Regions from separate parts of the Mus musculus genome. Here all the other regions are linked to region 1. The links are chromatin contacts, called in public Hi-C and Micro-C maps. All regions are on one chromosome and are shown on one strand. Each heading gives the region's core, a stretch centred on a gene start, on an enhancer-like site or on the middle of the called end of the contact. The rest is flanking DNA. Distances are from core to core; before and after follow the strand shown.

Region 1 (3,449 bases), core at 514-3,013:
GATTGGCTTCGGAAACAGATATGGGAATCCAGATGTTTTCAGCCAGACAGACACAAGGAAGGTCTGCAAAGAGAGAAACTACACCACTTTCCTATTTGCTTTAGAGATGGTAACATGGATTCTTATGTTTTATTTGAAAAGAACTAAAAATAGTTAAAGCTTCCATTTTAATTTCTAAGTAGAAGTTCTCCAGAGTCCTCATTAAAATTTAAGAAGGCTAAAGGGGCTTAGAAAACAAAAGATTGATTATTTGACAGTCGAAGAGGCCACTCAGTAGATGAACAAGTGTTTGTGGAGGAGTGCAGGCGAAAGGGTCCTGGGGGTGGGGGGCACCATGTGTCTCCTCTTGGGACAGAGTTCCTTGAATGGTACTGAAAGTGATGGGGTGGGAGACGAATGCAGTACAGTCTACTTTTTCATTGTGTTTGTGGCCTGACACAAATTCAATGAACAGAAAAAGCTCTGGGAAAAAACAAAAAACAAAACAAACAAACAAACAAAAACAGCGATCAGAGTGTAGTGTCATAAAACAAGGAATCATATCTGCTGATTGCAGAATCAGGAACAACAAAATTGCTGTGTTCTCAAAAAAGAATAGAAAAAAAAAATCCCGGTTCAGGACTTTTGTTTATTGCCATCTTGTAAAAGATTTCTTAAGCATTAACTTTTCTCTTCTGACATATAATTTCAGGGGGTCACTAAAGGGTCAAATAAGCAAGAGATACAGGAAAACTCTAATGTACCTCCCCAGGCATATACTAAAATTTAATGTAACTGATGGGTACTAAGCATTTTGCTTGAGTTTCCTGCTAGTGTGAAAGTGCTTGACTTTGGGATGGGGGAAACAAAGTCCGTAGATTTACTTGATAACTCCTTTGGGATAATTTAACCTCTTTGAGTCTCATTAGCTTATCTAAAACGTGGATAATATTCATCTCACAAGATTGTCGGGAAACAAAGATAGCCTGTGTCAACAGTACAGCATAGGGCACTGCTGATCTTCAGCGAATAGTGGACAGTGCCTGTAAATGGCAAGGACAGCAGGCAAAACAGTGCAGACGACACTTTAAAAAGGTGGAAGTGCCAGTGTGTCACTACAGACAGAAGCTCTATGGGTACTTAAGGGAAAGAAGTGTCATACTTGTTAGGAGCTGAGAAGAGGCTTAGGGCGGGGGGGGGCGGGGGGGGGTCAGGGATATCCCTCTTTCCACGTCCCAGGTCCACTCCACCCCACCCGAGTGTCAAAAGGGTCTCCTGCGTCTTCCCTGCCAGATTAGAAGCACAGACCCTGTAGCCCGGCCGGATGTATCCCCAGATCCTTTGGCTGAGATTCTACATCAGGTTATCCACAGGGACCTACGACCCATTCACTCTTTCAGAGCCAAATTCAAGCGGAGCCGGCAAGGTCGGGGGTCTTAGCAACGGACTTCTAAGTTCCCACCCCTCTTCCCTCCACGCGTAGCTCATCAGCCTAGAGGATCTCCGGGGAGGGCACAACACCAAGGCCGGGGACTGCGGCGGAGCTCGGTCAGAGCACATCCCCGCCGTCCCGCTCCCCCCTCCTTACTCCCCACTCCAGCCCTCGAGCCCCTGGAACCCAGCGGCCGGCGTTCGCGTGCTCGCACATCGATTGGCACTGCCTCGCTACTCCGGCTCCAGGCGCGGCGAAATCCGCCCGAGCTCGGCCGAGTCCAGGGAAGCGCGGGGCGGGAACCAAGACAGGCGGGCCAGGGGATTGCCGAGTGCACGGATGAGCGCCGGTGCCGGCTCGCGCTCAGTCTGGCGGGTGGCGGCGCCGGCTGGTTGTGCGGCGCGAGGCCGGAGCCCCGCAGTTGCCGGCCCTGTCGCCTGCGGCTGGCGCGCGCGCTGCGCGTCCCTGCCCCCGGGAAGGCCGGCCCGCTAGGGGCTCGCGCGACCGACGCAGGGCCGGCGGGAGGGAGCGCGCGCGGGCGGCCCCGCCCCTCCCCCTCCGCCGCCGCGGAGCGCGCAGGGAGCAGCCAGGGGCTCGGCGGCGGCGGCGTCTGGCCCCAGCTCCTCCTCCTCCATCTCCTCGCTCCCTCCATCTGCCGTGGGTATGGCCCGTCGCTGGAGCACAAAAGAGTCTCAGCGGCGGGGGTCGGCGTGGCTCTTGCTTTTCCTCGCTGGGGTGTACGGTAAGTGTCCACCTCCCTGCGCCCCTCTGACCGAACAAAGCTGGGGCGACCCCGGGGGCCCCCCGGGCCTCCAGGACGGGCTGTGCTTGGGCGACCCGGGGAGACCTGGGTTGCCGACGGGACAAAGACCCACGCGGGATGGTGCGGGGAGGGTTGTCTGCCCGCGGGGATGCTGGGGTCCTCTGGCCGCCGCCGATCCTTCGGAGCGATGGAGGCGGGCCGGTCCGAGCCAGGGGTCCCTGCGGAGCGACGGCGTGCGGGAAAACTCCCCAGCCCGGCGCGAGGCCCCCGGCGGCTCGCTCCTCTAGCGCTCGCTGCCGGCTGTACAGTCCTCGCGCACAAAGATGTGACCGTGAGACTACGAAGGGGAGGTCGCCTCCGGGACGGTCCTGTCCCAGATCCTTCCCGAGGCAGGAAGTTCTCTTCTCAGTGAAATTGCTGTCGTGCCCATCTCTCTTAGTCCCCATTCCCTCCAAAAGCACCCCGATTGCTTCCTTCCCACCCCTCCACCTCTGCGCCTGGGGCTCTGTGGGTCTCGGGCGTGTAGGATCTCGTTCCCCAGTAGCTGCACTGGAGAGAAGGCCAGAAAATAGTTTCCAGCCCCACCTCAGTCTTTCTCTATTGGGACGTACAAGTCTGCCTTGACTCCCAGTTCACTTATCATTTCATCTGTGCCCTCTGATGCTGTTGTGACTCTTGCCTCATTCCGGTCTGCGATCTGGTTAGGGACACTACTTTACGGATTGCAGTCTGATTGTGTGTCACGACCGTGCTTTGTATGAACTAGAACTAAAGGAAATTAAGAGGACTGCTCACCACTGAGACCTCAGCTTGGGCTCTGACTTCACCATTCTTAGTTCTCATGAGTTAACTCCTTGAATGGATATTGCAGAGAACACAATTAACATTTCCATTTTGGAGTAATGGTTTGATTTCTCCAGAAAAACAAACAGAAGCTACGGGGGGGGGGGCGGGTATTTTTACTTATAAAAAGTCCACTTCATTTGCCACAAATACTAATTCAGTAGTATAGTGGCGGTGGTTTCTGTAGCATATAATTCCCCAGCATATGGTAGCACCTCTTTTGAAAGTATTTGTCTTTAATCCCAGCACTTGGGAGGCAGAGGCAGAGGCAGGCGGATTTCTGAGTTCGAGGCCAGCCTGGTCTACAGAGTGAGTTCTGGGACAGCCAGCCAGGGCTATACAGAGAAACCCTATCTCGAAAGTATTTATCTGTGGAATTAAATATGATGGTAACTTTCAAACCTTGAGAATTCTCATTATATGAAAAATATA
Region 2 (3,449 bases), core at 414-2,913, 940 kb after region 1:
GAGAGTGAGTTCCAGGACAGCCAGGACTACACAGAGAAGAACCCTTATCTTGAAAAATCAAACAAACAAATAAATATTAAAAATTTAAAAATTCAGAAATCACAGTCTTGGAGAAGCAATGACACAAATTCAAAAAAGCAAAATATTTTTATTATCTGTAAGCACCCTTCATTATGAATGCAACCTTTTTATAAGCAAATTAACTAACCGTCCAACTGTAGACAAAATATGACAGCGGGAGGAGGGGAACTTAATGTTCAAAACTACTTTAAAAAATATGATTGGGAAAAAAACTATGTTTAAAGATTAAAAAGTAATAGTTAAGAGAAAAATACTACGTATAAACTAATTTTCAATATAGGCATGAAAATCCACTCACCCCCATTTCCACAGCAGCGATCCCCTGGTCATAATGACCCATCAGGTTAGGGAAGAACGTCATGTTGTAAGTCATTTTCATACATCTGGGAACGGTGATTGGCTCACAGGTGAAAAGGCTGTGTCCTCTTACGAGGGGCAGAAGAATGCACGCCAACAGAAACGGGGACCTTTCCATCTTGCCAGACTCCGATTTTACCACATGGCTTGGATTATTCTTATGCTCCTTTCCGCATCAAAAAGATTCTCAAATCAGAGATAAAATGTACAAATTCCTCATTGCATTCTTTGTACCATTTTGATAGAAGCTGTTTCCTGAAAATGAATTCTGGGGCAACTGCTGTAAAAACAAACCCAAAGTGTGTTATCAGTAACATTCGTCACAAAGTCAAATCCAAGTCAAATGTCATGCTAGGTAACTAATGCTACAAAGAAAGAAAAAAATGTGGAAAATTCCATCCTAGCAAGAGACATATCCACCTGCCCGGGCGCGGATGTATCACTTTGCTAAGGAAGCCTCAATTCTAGGGAACTGCTGATGAAGGGTTATACTGTCTAAAACACCGGGTAAGAGGAGGCACGGCATAAGCAAGTTGGAGCGAGGAAAGGGGTGATGGTGGTTAGAAGAAAGGGGGTCTAGGGGCCCCTTGGCCATCTCACTATATGGGGAAAATGAGGACAAGTGACCCAGACAGAGTTCTTCAACTTTAGCTCTCTCTACAATCGCAGACTTCTGCGGATGTGCCTTTCCTGTTTTCGCAAAGGCGAAAATCAGTCTGCTGGGGTTGAGCGAGGTCCCCCTAGGAAGAGTGGGCCTGGGTGGTGACTCCTTTGCGCTTCTTCACCTCCAGCACTTTCCCCTTCAACGCGCTCACCCCGTGCCCCCTGTACCCCGAATTCCACCCAGCGCAAACCTTCCACGGTCAGCTCATGGGGACTGCGGGAGGCTCCCCTGAGCCCCCGGGGTCCCGCGTCGGGCACCTGTTCCCGGCCTGCAGCCGAGCAGCTCCGTCCCCGGCCTGCGGGGACCCAGAGTCACTTTCCAGGAGTTGCGTGGGACTCCGAGGCGACGCACCTGCGGCTCCGATCCCGGCCGCTGCCCGCCCGCCCCGTCGGGCCGGGGACGCCTCACCTCGGGCGGCAGAGGAAGGTGGCTGTCCCTCGGCGTCGCGCGGCCCCGCCACCCCAGACAGCCGGGGCGAGCTTTCGGTGGGGGGCAGCGTCCGGGCCTCGACCGCCTCCGGGGCCGCAACGGGGAGCGAGAGCTGGGCGATCCCGCGAGACTGCGCCGCCAGGTCGGGCGGGCAGGTTGGGGCTCGCGGCGGCGGGACCGGCCCTGCGCCCCGCCCAGCCCAGCCGGCCGCGGTGCGGGGGCCGCCGAGCTGTCGCCTCCGCTCGCACCGCGGACCCAGGCGTGAGACCCAGGCCGTTGGGGAAGTGCCCTGCAGAGCACACTTTCCGTTCTGGAAGCGAGGAGCCTTAGCCGCGGGGATCTGCTCTGTAGTGAGTGGTAGCTGAGATCAGAGTTAGCGAGGAACTTCCTGAGTTCTTGGCTGAAAAGCCTATTAACTCGGGGAGTCTGGCCACCACCTTGAACGGCAGGTGCCAGCTTCGGCCGGTTCTACAGCTTTACTGCTGCAAAAGCCCCACAGAAAGTTAACTGCTTTAGTCAACGTGGTTTTGAGAACCAGCTCTGCCACCATCACTTCAGATAAATTACCAAAAAGGGGCGTGGGGATGTGTAGAGTCCTCTCTATGTAGACATGATAAATGAATACAAGAATGGTTACTAATTTTTGAGTCCTTTACATTCAATAATGCCTGATATGTAGGACTCTGGTATGAGGTACAAAGGAACTTGTTGGCAAACACAAAGTGTCTTCTCTTCTTTCTTTCTTTCTTTCTTTCTTCTTCTTCTTCTTCTTTTTCTTCTTCTTCTTCTTCTTCTTCTTCTTCTTCTTCTTTCTTCTTCTTTCCTCCTCCTCCTCTTCTTCCTCTTTTCTTCTTCTTCTTGTTCCTAATGGGGATAGAACCCAGGGTCTTGTGCATACTGGTACTAGCATGCCTACTATGTTAAGCTACAGTCCCAGCCTGTAAAATAACTTTTAAATGGAGACTGCTGTTAGCTGAATCACTGTGCTGCTGAAAAATGTCACATTTCAGTACTTGGGACACCACCGAATAACCAGACAAGATTTGAAATCTGGAAACATCAACTAGAGATGAATTTTGGAGAACTCTTTCCCAGCTTTATCAAAAAACTTAGGACAAGCCGGTCATGGTTGCACACATCTTCAGTCCCAGCACTCAGGAGGCAGAAGCAGGCAGACCTTTGAGTTCCCAGACAGCTAGGCTACACAGAGAAACCCTGCCTTGAAAACAAAACTAAACAAAAAAAAGCTTAGGACAACTGTAAAGGACGAGACCATGTTAAAGAAATGTTAATACTAATTGTCTTAATCTTAATATTATTAAAAGTCAGACAGTTTATGTATTGAAAAATGGGTTTCTATGTAAGATGTTTTCTATGTAGAAAATTAACCTTCTACGTGGGAAGAATATTTCTCAGAAAAATGTTAAGTTTCTATATAGAAGGAATATATCTCAGCTGAGTGTGGTGGCACAGGCCTGGAATTGCAGTACTTGAAAGGCCAAGACAGAAGGATCTCAAATTCAAGACCAACCGAGGTTTCAGAGCGAACTGAATGTCAGCCTGGAATACAAAGTGAGAGCTGTTGGTTGAAATACAGAAGAAGAAAAGTATTTGTGAACATTTCTCTGATTAGGCTAGAATACCAGAACCAGGTAGCAGCATTTTAATTTGAAATCCACAAATGAAGTGGAAATTTCTAGTTTCTTTGGAGACTCAGTTGTGTCATGTGATGTTTTTCTGGAAACATCTCATGAGCGATTGTTTTGCTAAGATGAGACGCTTGGTGGTTTTCTGAAAGCTGCCCGTAAAGGGGACATGTGATGTTTTGCTGGGGCAGGTGCTTAAGAGGGCATGTGATGTCAGGGAAGGGGATAAGTATAACCCAACAGGCAGTGGGCACTGTTGTGCGTTGGTTCAC
Region 3 (3,449 bases), core at 320-2,819, 710 kb before region 1:
ACTCATAAAATATTATTGTTATTATTATCATCATCATCATCTTCTTCAAATTAATAAGGCCTTTAACTTTTTTTAGATTAAAGGATTGAAGATATATTGCAGGCCTATCGAACACACAGGAATAATTTTCCTAAGGTGAAAAAAGTTGGCCTAGAAGAATTTAGTGAGATTGTGGATTTCTGGCAGGCAGGTGTCTCTGGCACCGCAGGGACCCGCACCCAGGGACCCAGGGGTAGGGGTCAGGAACTAGGAACAGCACCAGAGTATGGGCTACCTTGAACTCAAATCCTGTGAGCCCAGAAGCAAAGGAGGCCCCTCCCAGTGGGGACTCCGCTCCTTGACCAGTGGCAAACTGAAGCCCGCCCTACACAGTGTCCAGGCGCCGTGAGTGGGACCCACCCGAAGTCCCCGGGTGCAGCCCAATACCGCGGCAGGCAGGGAGGGGGTGCGCGGCAGGCAGGGAGGGGGTGCGCGGCTGTCTCCAACAGAGGCGCGAACTTTTACACCTACTTTTTGTTTCACTTCGGGTTTGGCAAAGCGTTTGGTACCGCCCAGGACTGGGTCCCCAGACACTGATTTTCCACCGCACTGGGGAAGTTACCTCCCTAGCCCGGTGGCCTCCACCAGCTCTGAGAACTTCATCCCGGGTTACCAAGACATGCTCCCAAGAGTGGTAGGCCAACCGCCAGGACAACAACAAGGACAACAATCATACTAAGCTCTGCGGGAGCGGATTGTCCTGTTAGATTTCAGCATAAAAAGGGCGACGATTGCAGCAAACCAGAGTTGAAATAACCGAGAACCCGGGAGCGCGAAGGTTGGAGAAACACTGGGCTGCGGCTGCCCGGCGCTCCAACTGGCTGTGCATCTGTCTGCGGCCGTCTGGTTTTCCCTGATAGCTTGCAAAGTTTGACAAATCTCGAGGACTAGGAGCGGATCTCCCCGAGTGTCTCCCATCTTTCCCTCCGCGTGCGCCCCTCTCCCAGGAACCGATCCCACCAACTCCCAGTCCCGCGCGCAAACTTACGTTTGATCTGCCGGGGTTTACTCTGCTTTCGCCGGGACATTTCGGCCGCGGCCGCTGCCGCTGGGGTTCCTGCGGTGTCTGCGGTTCCCGCTACGGTTCCCTGGGTTGTCGCCGCCTCTGCCTCTGGGCAGGCTCGGGCCGCCGCCGGTCGGACTCCAGGTGCTCCGTGCGCTCGGGATCCCGGAGCTAGGCTCCTCCGGGAGCGGCGGATCCACGTTTGGAGATGAGCAAGCAAATGAGAGGCCGAGCAAGGGGCAGAGAGAGTGTGACAGGGAAGAGGGGAGGGGGCGACGGATAGAGCGATGGGGCTGTGGGGGGGAGGATGGGAATCTAGGAGCGATCGGCCAGGCAGAGAGAAAAGGGGAAGAAGGGGGTGGAGGGGTAAGAGAAGGAAGAGAAGGAGGGAGGGGAGGAGAGAGCGCAGGGGGACCCGGGCTGCGAGGGGCGGAGGGTGCGGGAGGAGGCGCGCGCTCGCTCTCCGTGTCCCCGGCTGCCGGGCAGAGACTCAGGCGCCGCCGCTGCCGCTCCGGGCCGCGCCGCGCTCGCACTGCTGCGGGAGGTGGCGAGGCGCGCGAGGGAGGGGCGCGCCCGGGCTGTGGGGAGGGGAGACTATGCCATCAGCGAAAGGAGGATTGGCTGCATCCAAAGCCAGTCCGGATGCAAACTCACAGCCCGGCCTCGGTCGCGTGGAGTGCAAGGGGATCGCGGCGTGGGTGGGAGTTGAAGGGGTTGATGGGGTGGGGGGAGACGTGAGGTTTGGAGGGGGCCACCTTCTGCATTTGTCACCGCGTCAATGCTGGGCAGCTGCCAGGCCACCCTTCCCCCGCTCCCCTTCCAGCAACTTCTTCCAACAGCCTCTTCCAATGGACCCTCTAACTCTCCTCCCTAATGCCTCGCCCATCTAGCAGGGCACAAAGAAATCTCAGTCTCCTTCCATAAACTTTGTGCTTCCAGTTACTGCTCCCCTCCTGGAGCCCCTGCCCTCCGCCCTCACAGTTTCTTGGCAGGAAGGTTAGGCCACTGGCAAAGTCCCCAGCGAAAGCCAGCTGATCACAAATGCCAACTGTGTGTCTTGGGGCCCGTTAAGTCCTCTCATCTGCCTGGGCTCTCAGGAGACCATTTCATCGCTGTCAGAGTTCCCAGGAGACTGCTGCGGACCCGGACCATCCCCCACTAGGCCCACAAGAGTCGGGTGATGAGCTGCGCTCAAAGTGCTTTTCTGCATCTTGCTTGAGTTTCCATTTGAAATAGTAAAATCCCGGAATCGGAAGTCAGGCAGATATTTTTCTCACATCCAAAAGGACGAAGGTTAGCTAGATTATTCGTTGTAGGTAGGAAGGGAACTATCATCTCTAATAGGAAATACTAACTTTTTATGAAGTCTGTGGAAGTTCTGCAGCTCCACCCTGCCCCCATGACCTTCCATTCTCCTAGTTCTGCCACAGGGAAGCACCGTGGAGCTAATAAAAGATTTGATCTTGTCCTAATTTTTCAATCAGGTAAGACCCAACAACTATTTCCTGGTTCTTTGGTTTATTGAGTTCTGTGTCTTTCTTATTTATTCAATGTATGCTTACGGTTTGAGAAATGGTAAGGCACAAGAGAACATTATTTTGAGGGGATTGCATAGGATTGTTTTTGTAAAATTAAGGTGAGCAAGGTTAGCTTAGGTTCCCACAGTTTTGCATAGGGTGAGTACAAAATGCAATTCTTTCCGGTGTGCTGAAGGGATGGGGTTGTGTGGAATCAGCTACTTTATGTATCATTATTTACTAATAAACTCCTGTGAAGTTGCCATGGATTCCCTAGATACTGCCAGTTTCCCCAAGGAGGCTATGAACTTGTCCACTCTGACCTGAAATTGTGTCCTCTTTCTTTGGTTGACTAGCATCCGTGTGAGCATCACCAGATGATGCTCTAAGAGGGTCTGGGATCAGCACAGAGCCTGGGCTGATTGAGCACAGTGAAGGATGGCAGGAGGCTCCATGTACAAAAGGCACTCTACTCAGTGTTGATGATTACTCCATCAGAACATCTTTTTAAAGGTGTAAAGAGTTACCTCATGAAAGGTATGGCTGAGCAAATCTTAGCACAAGGCTGAAGGCCACTTGTCTTATTACATCACATTAGCTATATGACCATATGAGGTTATGACAGTACAGTACATGGTCCTTGATACGGAAAAGGCAGTTAATGACCAAGTCCCTGCCTGCAAGGGCCAACAAATTATGATCCTAAGTACCATGAAAAGCAAGGTTATTTGTATTTGTGTGTGTGTGTGTGTGGGGGGGTTAAAAAACAGAGACTGGAGCTTTTTAGCCCCCTCATTCTCAAATCATTATAGTTGAATTGGCATGCACAGAATCTTAGAATTGGATTTATTGTACGTTACTGTTTTCATAGATCTTTCATAGAATTGGCT

What was found. Hi-C and Micro-C count contacts between places; a contact is called where the count stands out from the background.
Region 2: a contact with region 1 is called in a Micro-C map of embryonic stem cells, with 5 times the contacts expected there. The contact joins the promoter of Fzd6 here to the promoter of Lrp12 in region 1. A contact is called at or near these places in 1 of 39 promoter capture datasets (stem cell-derived epiblast-like cells) and 1 of 484 Hi-C or Micro-C datasets (embryonic stem cells).
Region 3: a Hi-C map of cardiomyocytes shows a contact between it and region 1, with 4 times the contacts expected there. The contact joins the promoter of Zfpm2 here to the promoter of Lrp12 in region 1. A contact is called at or near these places in 1 of 39 promoter capture datasets (hippocampal neurons), 3 of 484 Hi-C or Micro-C datasets (cardiomyocytes and embryonic stem cells) and 1 of 115 datasets of contacts at active chromatin or transcription factors (astrocytes).

What each region holds. Positions count from the first base shown.
Region 1 is chr15:39,942,308-39,945,756 of GRCm38.p6, reverse strand. Lrp12 (low density lipoprotein-related protein 12) reads left to right here and starts at 1,763. Exons shown (of 7, transcript NM_172814.4): 1 at 1,763-2,153. The coding sequence starts at 2,075.
Region 2 is chr15:39,004,494-39,007,942 of GRCm38.p6, reverse strand. Fzd6 (frizzled class receptor 6) reads right to left here and starts at 1,663. Exons shown (of 7, transcript NM_001162494.1): 1 at 1,511-1,663; 2 at 380-718. The coding sequence starts at 556. It overlaps Gm26704 (a long non-coding RNA gene), which reads left to right and starts at 874. Exons shown (of 2, transcript XR_875317.3): 1 at 874-1,881.
Region 3 is chr15:40,653,162-40,656,610 of GRCm38.p6, reverse strand. It overlaps Zfpm2 (zinc finger protein, multitype 2), which reads right to left and starts at 1,569. Exons shown (of 8, transcript NM_011766.5): 1 at 1,028-1,569. The coding sequence starts at 1,067.